Regions from separate parts of the Mus musculus genome. Here region 2 is linked to region 1. A link is a contact called in public promoter capture Hi-C data. All regions are on one chromosome and are shown on one strand. The core of a region is the stretch at or near the end of the contact, and the rest is flanking DNA. Distances in the headings are between cores, read along the strand shown. Region 1 holds the start of 4933407G14Rik (RIKEN cDNA 4933407G14 gene). Region 2 holds the start of Cabin1 (calcineurin binding protein 1).

Region 1 (4,951 bases), core at 1,356-3,855:
CAAATTATGAGTCCTTTCTGCCCACTAGTGTAAGATCTAGTGGAGGTGGATTCAGGTGCTTGGTTCCCTACAGTACATTCCCAAGGGGCTGGTGGTTGCTTGGACTGATCTGTGCCACTCAGGGAGGGTGAGCGAGAGGAACTGGATTGCACAGATTGTGAAATCAGTAGAGATTGTAGCTATCCCTCATTCACTGAGGACATGCAATTACACCCTCATTGGACAAAGTCGGGCATCAATGACATCATCTTGTGTTCATCCATTTCTTCTCCAGTTCGGTTAAAAGTCTTGCTGTCTAAGGGCTGGAGAGATGGCTCGGCAGTTAAGAGCACTGACTGCTCTTTTAGAGGTCCTAGGTTGGGTTTCCAGTACTCATGTCAGCTTATGCTTTCCTGTAACTCCAGAGCCAAGCCTGGTACCCAGTGTCCTGCCTCTTAGGCCAACTTGATCTTTGTAAAAGCATAGAAATACCAGAGCTGCACTGGCCTTTTGCCAAGTCCCTGCAGGAGGTCACACAGCCAAGCAGCTCTCTGAATTCCTCTCTATTCTTAGCCTGAACTCTCAATGACTCTGATCTCCAGCCTTTCCCTCCTCTTCCCTTTGCTTGGCTTGTTGTGTGTGTGATTTGTGTTTTAATAAGTGGAGCTACGTGTAGGAAACAGGCTTCAGCCAGTCCCGCTGCAGACACCCCCAAAAGAATAACCTTGAGACAAGAAGGCCTGAGAAAATAATTGGCTTCCTTTCCTCTCAAGTGACCTAGAGTGTCCAAGAGCTGCTCTCTCTGTCGCCGGTCACAATTGCCAATGGGGCTTAGGCTGCCCATGAAGAAGGCGAAATCACCAGGAACAAGTTTCAAGGGGGACTGGCTGCTCGTGATTGCCACTGAAGTCTCATTTTGATAAAGACAGAAGCCAATTCTTCCCAGACCGAACATCTGCTTCAATTCTGCTCCTCGAGTCTTCTTCCAAACACGAACAAACAGCTTGTTTTTGGCACAGTTCTTACTTCTCAAAACCGACTTTTTTATCTGTTTGTCCAAACACCTGCTCTGTCTAAACAAAAGGCCAAAAGGAACTTAAGTGGTTCCGGGCTTCCAGTTTCTCAAAAGGACAAAACCAAGAGAGGTTGCAAGACGTGACAGTGGTGTATAAAATGACCCATGAGAACATCTCTCTCACATTCAGGTCAGGCAAAGGTTGCTCTAGGCAAGAAGTCAGAGGAAGAATTGGAGTCGGGTCTTGTGTTTCCGATGTCCATTGCTGTGGCACACATTATGCTACATTGGATATTACTGTCTGTTACTGCATAACAGATTACTTTAATATTTGTGCCTTCAGACAACAAACGTATTATCCGACCATTTCTGTGGTCGAGGGTCTAGGTTCAAGAACTGGGTGCCTCAGGTTATAATTGAGCTCTCATCCTAAAGGCTGGATGGGGTTGAAGGGACTCCACTGTCAAGTTCACTGACATGGTCCTTTGTAGGGTTTGGATCCCGGGATGCAGGCTTCTCTATAAGACAGCTCTAACACTTTCTTACAGCGAAACAGTTGAATGAGCAGGATAGAAGCCCTGGTCCTTTGGCTACCGCATCTCAGGAACACCACCTACCATGATTGCTCTCCAGACAGTCCTCAACGTACAGGTTTTAGAACGCTTACCTTTCAGGTGGTATGAAGAGCGCACATGCAACCACTGTGGGACCTGTGGCACTGCTTTGAATCAAACGTGTTTTGTGTTGGATTATTCCCATCCGTAGGCTAATACAATTGTCCTGAGCTATTACATTCAGTAGGACAGACGTTTGCAATGCATTTCGGCTTCCTGCTATTCCCAGCTTTCGATGAAGGAATTTATTGTTGTAAACCAAGAAACTCCCTGTGCTTTATATTCAAAGAAAGTTACTAGTTTTAATTCTCATATGGGAATGTGAATACCAAGAGACAGTGACCATTGCACCGTCTGTCTTAGAAGATTGTATCATATCCTGCCATATGGATTGGATTTAAATATACACATGGGTGTCAGAAAGATTTCAAGGACGTGTTCTTTTGTAATTTAGTCAGAGGTTAACAAGAAACTATAGCAATTGACTGGCCAACCTTGGACTAGGTGTTCAATACCAAGCCAGAGAATTAAATTTTATCCTTGAGCTATGTCTTAACAGTTACAGAGCATGTGGGGGAAGGGCATTTGACTGAATACAGATGTGAAATTAATGACCCTCCCCCTTTTAAATAAATAACAGTTTTTCAAGCACCCAGCATAAAATGAAGCTGGAAATTGAGACTTAGTCATACACCTGTGTATCCCAACTGATGGAATCTCCTTATGCACTCTGGGAGTCTGCTGAGCCTCAGGGACTTGGGATACATAGACAAGAAGGCAAATGTGGCATTTGAGAGCAGACAGCTCATTTCCCATGCCCCTAAAAGTTCAGGAGCTTATTGTATACTTAGACTGGATTCCATTGTAACAACTGATCCTGGCCAGTGGGCAGTATTTCCCTCTCCCTCTCTTGGCATGGATGCCTCCTAGAACTGTATCTGTATAGCTACACACCCTGAGTATGTAAGAGCACATGTTCTGGCTGAGGTAGGTGTGTGTGTGTGTGTGTGTGTGTGTGTGTGTGTGTGTGTATGAACTCATAGTGAGAGAATGTTAGTTGTGTAATGAAATCATAATGTGACATCACAGAAGGAGTGGTTTAGACAACAAACATTTATTCCTCAGAGTTCTAGTCGCTCCTAGTTCAAGATGGGGGTGTGGGCAGGTTTGGCTTCTCTTGAGGTTTCTTTTATGGGTGTGCCATGGCTGCCTTCTGTGTCCTTACATGGCCTCTTCTCTGTTCACGAATGTCCCCTGTGTCTCTAACACATGTTGTTGTTAGATCAGGGCTCTGTCTGGCTGTGCATCTGCCTCGCCACTGGAATGCCGCTCAGGGAAGACAGAAAGCAGACCTAGGGGACTGACTTTGGGCTCTGCGCATGCCAGACAAGCACTGTGCCTCTGAACTACTTACCTAGATCTTGATTTGCAGCAGAGTCTCACTGGTTCTGGCTAGTCTTGAGCTTGCTATGCAATCTAGGATAGCCTTGGATTCCTGCCCTAGTTTGCTCCCCTGTTGGTTGAATAAATAGGATGATCTGATCCAAGTTGGGAGAGCAAAGGGTTTATTTGGCTTACACTTCAACATTTCAGTCCTTCATTATGGGATGTCAAGGCAGGAAGTCTGAATAGGAACCCAAGATAGGAGCCTGGAGGCAGGGACTGAAGCGGGAATTCATGGAGGAATGGTTTACTGGGCTTGCCTCCCATAGTGTTCAGCTTGCTTTCTTTAAAAGAAAACATTTTAAATTAAAATAGAATTATAACACTTCTCCCTTTCATTTCCTCTCTCCAGCCCCTCCTAGGTCCCTTCCCTCAAACCTCTCCCATGGGCTCACATTCTCAACTTGATAGCTTCTTTTTGATAATCTGTCTGTCTGTCTCTCTCTCTTACACACACACACACACACACACACACACACACACACACGCACGCACACATACCTTGCTGAGTCTGTTTCTGTTGTTTGTGAGTGATGGTTTCAAGGCTGACCACCCTGCATTGGAGAATCAAATGGTTCTCACCTCTTAGGAGAGGCTGATACTCCTTCCCAGTGTTGCCTGTGCCCTGGGCTGCTCTCTGCCTGACCCTACCTGCCCTTGGGAGTTGGTGTTGAGGTAGTGCAGAGTCAACGGAGACTCTGGGAGCACGTGAGAAACGCTGCAGCAAGCTTTCTAAACACTGCTGCAAGCTCCTTTAATACCCTCGTTGGTCCCAAGGAAGCACCTTTTCTAAACAGCAGATCTTGATTGGTTGGCATTGTCTGTACCAGCAATCCTTGGTCTCTCAGGTAGTCTTCAATTAGGTTCTCCTGCAGGAGATACGTTTGGGGCTGTGTGGCCCCTAGAGGCTGTCCCACTATTCCTGCTACAGCCCAGTAGTCAACAGCTGCCTGTAGTTCTTTGTGTAGGAGTGAGAGACTGTGAAATGACCCCCCCCCCCATTCATGTGAATATGCCCATTGCTATTGTGATTGTTCCAGTCTTATTTATGTAGCTGTTTTAGGAGAGACTGTCTCACAGCAGACTTCCTGGCAGTCTCAATCTCCTAATCTCCGCCCCCCCCCCCCAAGCTATAGATGCAGGAGCTATGTAGCTATGTGTCTGTTGTTGCTTGGCTCCCCACAATCTGTTGATCTCTGCACTGTATCCAGCTGTGAATTTCTGTGATGGTCTCGTAATTATGCTCATCTAGAGAGATAACGTTCCCATGGATCTGTAGAGTAGATCCTTGACGTGGCTGACATACACTGAAGACATCTTTGGCTCCCCACACTTGGCTGCTCACAAACACTGGGCAGCACCCAAATGTGGACACCTGCTGCAGCTGCCGCCCTTCATGACATTTGTGGTTTTAATCTTAAATGGGCTCGAGAGTTAAACGTCTATAAAATTTCAAAAGGATATTGTCCCTACAATTCTCCCTAAAGTGAAGAACGTGGCTCGTGAAATAGCTCCGTGGGTAAAAGTACTTGCCAGGCAAAGGTGAAAACCTTACTTTGATCTTCCCAACCGCGAAAAGAACCAACCCTACAGCACTGCCTTGCCTCCACGTGCAAGAGCTGAGCCATTTCTCCAGCCCTCTCCACCTTCACTTTTGAGACAGGATCCCCCACTACACTTGCCAAGTGACTGGCTATGCAAGTCCCCGAAATTCTTGTGTCTCCACCTCTTCAGCTACTGGATTATAGGCACAATCCGTCCCAGCCAGCTTCCTAAATAGGTAATGGAAGTCACAGCCCAGGGCTTCATGCTTCTGGGGCAAGCATTTCACAAACGGAGCCTTAGCTTGCTGCTAACATTTCTGTTCTCATAACAATAAAAGGTCCGATGTCGGGGAAGC
Region 2 (4,951 bases), core at 906-3,405, 310 kb before region 1:
ACTGGATCCAATAAGCATACTATACTATTCGTGCTATATTTGTGGTTTTGAGAATGGCTCTTTCTAGGTGGCCCTGACTGACCTGAATCTGTTGTGTAAAACAGGCTAGCCTTGAACTTGAAGTGATCCTCCTGCCCCAGCTTCCCGAGTGTGCACAGGCAGAAGTCTCACCACCAAGACTCACTGTTTACACAATTTTAATAATTTTTCTTTCTGTTCCTCTACCCTCTTGCAGTCTATACTTTTTTTTTTTTCTTTTATGTATGTGGGTACACTGTCGCTGTCTTCAGACACACCAGAAGAGGGCATCAGATCCCATTACAGATGGTTGTGAGCCACCATGTGGTTGCTGGGAATTGAACTCAGGACCTCTGGAAGAGCCAGTTGGTGTTCTCCAACCTCCAGTCTATACTTTTCTGAAGTCAAAGTTGGTAATATATTTTTTAACCTCTTGGAATATTAATAAGGTTGTTTTCTTTGTACCAGACTGATTGAATTATGCACCATGATTCTTACTGTTAATGTTTTCTTTTTAAACAAGCCTTGCTCCCCCGCCCCCCGCATTTTGTTGTTGTTGTTTGGTTTTTGTTTTTCTACACAGGGTTTGTGTTACCTTGTGTTACCCTGGGTGTCTTGGAACTCACAGAGATCACCTGGTCACTCTGCCTCTGCTTCCCAAGTGCTAGGATTAAAGGCGTGTGCCACCATGCCCAGCTTTAAATAAGTTTTCAAACTCTTACAATATGGGGGAAAAAAGCCGTAACATTCATTGTTAAAAATTTTATGTGAGCTGGGCAGTGTTGGCACACGCCTTTAATCCCAGCACTTGGGAGGCAGAGGCAGGTGGATTTCTGAGTTCGAGGCTAGCCTGGTCTACAGAGTTCCAGGATAGCCAGGGCTATACAGAGAAACCCTGTCTCAAAAAACCAAAAAAAAAAAAAAAAAAAAATTTTAATGTGTTCTTTCAGAGTTCCTGAGTTCAATTCCCAACATGGTGGCTTGCAACCATCTGTAATGGGATCCGATGCCCTCTTCTGGTGTGTCTGAATACAGATATTGTGTACTTACATTCATAAAGTAAACAAACCTTTTTTTAAAAAAAATTATGTGTATGAGTGTTTTGCTTGCATGTATGGCTGTGTACCACATTGTGCAGTTCCAGAAGAAGCCAGAAGAGGGCGTTGGAGATCGTCTTGAACTCTTGAACTGAAATTACAGCCGGTTGTGAGCTGTGCCAATGCTGGTCTTCAAACCAAGGTCCCCTGGAAGAGAAGCCAGTGCTCTGAACTGCCAAGACGGCTCTGCAGCCCCTTAGTGTTATTTAAATCATTCTTGTGGGATACTTTGCCACCAGGGATTCCAGCAGTGTGGAGCTCCTCCCTAAAGGGTTGCATCAACTCCCAAAATACTAACCTCTCCTTATCAGGTTTTTCTGCTCAAAAACCGGTAAACTTCTCTGACACGTTTCTTAAGCGGGTCTGCTCCCCCGCCCTTTGGTTTTTAAATCATTTGCGTTTCTAAGTCGTTCATGTATCTAATCCCTGCTCTTGGGAGACAGAGGCAGGCTTATCTTTGTGAGTCGGAGAGCCTGTAAATACGGAGTTCCAGACCAGGCAGAAGAGGCGAGGCCTGGGCACCATAACAAGTTCCAGCTCCCTATCTAGTTCTGCTTGCGTGTCGCTTGGGTTTCCAATCATTATCGTCAGAACACCTGCTCCGGGTCTTTGGCAGCAATGCGCTTGTTTTAGTGAATGGGGGGGGGGGGGGTTCTAGTTTGTAAACTCGCGTTCATAAAGCGTGCGTGCAAGTGGTAGTATGTGATGGCCAGTAACCTTAGCAAGCCGGAGTCCGAAGCCGGAGGATAGCCACGAGTTCGAAGCTAGTTTGGGCTGCACTAGTGAGACACTGCTTAAAACAAACCAGACCAAAATAAAACACAATAGCAACAACAAAACCAAAGCAAAATAAAACAAAACTGTTAAGTCCTGCAGGTAGCGGAGCGCAGCAGCAGCAGGCAGCAGCGTTCCCACGCGCGCGAGTCAAAGACACAGCGCACAGCGAACCCGTGGGTCCGCCCAAACAGCCTACTCCGATTGGCTGATAAGGCTGACACTTCAGCCAATGAGAGCGTTCCTTGTTGGTTTGTCGCGCGCAGGAGTCTGGGAGCTCCGGCCGTTGCCCTGGAGACGCCGGTCGAGTTCCGGGGAGCAAGGGCTGTGTGTGTCTGCTAAGTGTGCGCACGGCTCCCGTGAGCGCGAGGAGGTGGAACCACGCGAGAAGACCCGCTCTTCCCCTTCCTCCCGGGCGCGGTGGGCCGAAGCCAGGCTCGAGACCCGAAGGCACGGGCGCGGGTCTTCTGCCCACGCTGGCTTCTTCTCGCTTCCCGCAGCCTCGCCCGGTGGCGCCTAGGGTGGGTCACAGTGACCGCAGCTCGAAGCCATCCCTTTCGGTGCGTCCTTTCGTTCACCTTCACCGCAGCCCAGCGAGGTGAGTGTGATGTGAGTACCATTTCCAGGGGTGGAAACTGAGGCCGAGGGAAGGTTTTAAACGACTTTAAAGTTCCGGTGCGGCTTACCCCGACTGCAGCCATTCTGCTCAACACCCTCCATGGAGGAGGCAGGTAGAACGACTTCACCTGGCGCTGTCAGGTTTCTGCACTTGTGGACTTTGCCGCTTAACTCTTCAAGACGTGACTTCTTATAGGTCATCAGTGTGGCCTATTGAACCTCATCTGGGTAAAGTTCCTTCTATGTGATTGATTAATTTGCTTAGGAATAAAATTTAGAATGATCTCCTTCAGGGGTTGGCACACTCTTGTAGATAGATTTATATTTTATGTTGTAAATTTAATTTAAAAAAAAACAATACTTTTAATGGTAAGTGTTTTAGATTTGGGGTGGCTGTTCAATTGTTTCATTAATAAAGTCAAAGACAATATATGAGACAGTGTGTCACTATAATTTTATTTATAGATACTGAAAGCTGAATGGAAATAATTTTTATGTAATTGTCATGAATCAAGAGGTTGGTTGGTTGGCTGGTTGTTTTCCTCATTAGAAATGTAAAAAAGAAAAAAAAATCCTCCTTTCGGGCTGTATAATAGCAGTGGATGGTGAACCTACAGGCCATGTCTAGACCAGCATGTCACATCATAGAGGAAACAGGCATAGAGAGGGGCATTTATGTTAAGTCAGTCTCTCACACACAGTTCTACCATAACCTCAAGACTGCCAGAAGTCAGGTGTCATAGTTAGGGTTTTACTGCTGTGAACAGACACCATGACCAAGGCAAGTTTTATAAAGGACAACATTTAATTGCGGCTGGCTTACAGGTTCAGAGGTTCAGTCCATTATCATCAAGTCGAGAACATGGCAGCATCCAGGCAGGCATGGTGCAGGAGGAGCTGAGAGCTCTACATCTTCATCTGAAGGCTGCTAACAGAAGACTGACTTCCAGGAAGCTAGGACTAGGGTATAAAATCCCACTCCCACAGTGACACACCTCTAACAAGGCCACACATCCAAATAGTGCCACTCCCTGGGCCAAGCATATGCAAACCATCACACTGTGTGTAATGGTGTGTGTGCCTTTAATCCCAAGCACTGTGGAGGCCGAGACAGGTGGAACAGAGCAAGTTCCAGGATAGTCAGAGCTACACAGGGAGACCCTACCTTGAAAACTCCCTTATCCCTGACAAGAAAAATTGCCAGGCTCCTAGACCCTAGTAGGCCCCTTGGTTGCCTTTCACTAACTGGATGGCAGAGCTGAGGGCCATAAATAGCTTTTCTTTACTATGATCTTAAGCAATGGAAACTTCATAGAGTTTGGAAACAGACCTGCTATGTCAGTGCACGCTTTTAATCTCAGAACGCAGGAGGCAAAGGCATGTGTTTATCTCTCTCAGTCTGGTCTATATAGCAAGTCCAGGCCCAGTCAACTGGCACTACATAGATTCTGTGTTTAAAAGAAGAAGAAGAAAAAAAAGGGTAGGGTGGGGGTTAGAAACTTGAGATTTTTTTTTTTTTTTGGAGACAGGGTTTCTCTGTGTAACTCTGGCTGTCCTGGAACTCACTCTGTAGACCATGCTGGCCTCGAACTCAGAAATCCGCCTGCCTCTGCCTCCTGAGTGCTGGGATTAAAGGCGTGCACCACCATGCCCGGCGAAACTTGAGAATTTAAAATGTGTTATTCTTAGAAAACTGCAACAGTTAGGCTGGGAATTGATAAGTGATTATAGATTAAGCATCCTAGTCTGAAAATCTTAATTTCCCCCAAATCCAAAACTTTTGAGTGCAGAGATGACTGTGGAAATTCTGTACCATGATACTTTGTTCCATGTACAAATTATTAAACATTTTATGTAAAATTATCTTCCGGCTATGTGCATAAAGTATATGATGAAGTAAGTTTTGTGAAACTAGGATGTCCTTGAATTTGAACCATCCTTCAGGTTCCTCATTCTCCTGAATGCTGGGATGACAGGCCTCCAATCCCAGCTTTAAAAAAAAGTGTTTGATTAACTGATAGATTAATCTTGTGTATGAGATGACGGTGGGGCCTGAGTGCCGCAGCACCATTGGAGCTCAGAGGACAGCTTTGTCCATGTGGTTTCCGGGGATCCAATTCCTGTTCCTTTATCATCCTAGCCATCTCGCAGCAGTCAAGGCGTTTGCTGTAAGCATCACTTCTTAAAGGTCACACTGTCTGCCAGCATTGACCCACCGAGGCCCAGGAATCTTTTGGGGAACATGCTGAAGTTGACCCTCAAGCGCAGCACATGCACACTGGAGTGTAACTCTGGACCTGACCTCTCTGTGGCAACATGTGCTGCTTCCTCTCATTTCATCCCTTAAGGCTTTATGTAGCATGTGTTATAGTTTGTGTTTATAACATTGGATAAAGCTTATTCTCTTCTTAGCAGGTTTTTTTTTTTCACTTTGTACTTAGGTA

Evidence for each region. Promoter capture Hi-C pulls out the DNA fragments that hold promoters and counts their contacts.
Region 2: a promoter capture Hi-C map of pre-B cells shows a contact between it and region 1, with 4 times the contacts expected there. The contact joins the promoter of Cabin1 here to the promoter of 4933407G14Rik in region 1. A contact is called at or near these places in 1 of 39 promoter capture datasets (pre-B cells) and 1 of 484 Hi-C or Micro-C datasets (pro-B cells).

The regions. Positions count from the first base shown.
Region 1 is chr10:75,447,164-75,452,114 of GRCm38.p6, reverse strand. It overlaps 4933407G14Rik (RIKEN cDNA 4933407G14 gene), which reads right to left and starts at 2,605. Exons shown (of 3, transcript NR_045841.1): 1 at 1,662-2,605.
Region 2 is chr10:75,761,561-75,766,511 of GRCm38.p6, reverse strand. Cabin1 (calcineurin binding protein 1) reads left to right here and starts at 2,155. Exons shown (of 37, transcript NM_172549.3): 1 at 2,155-2,487.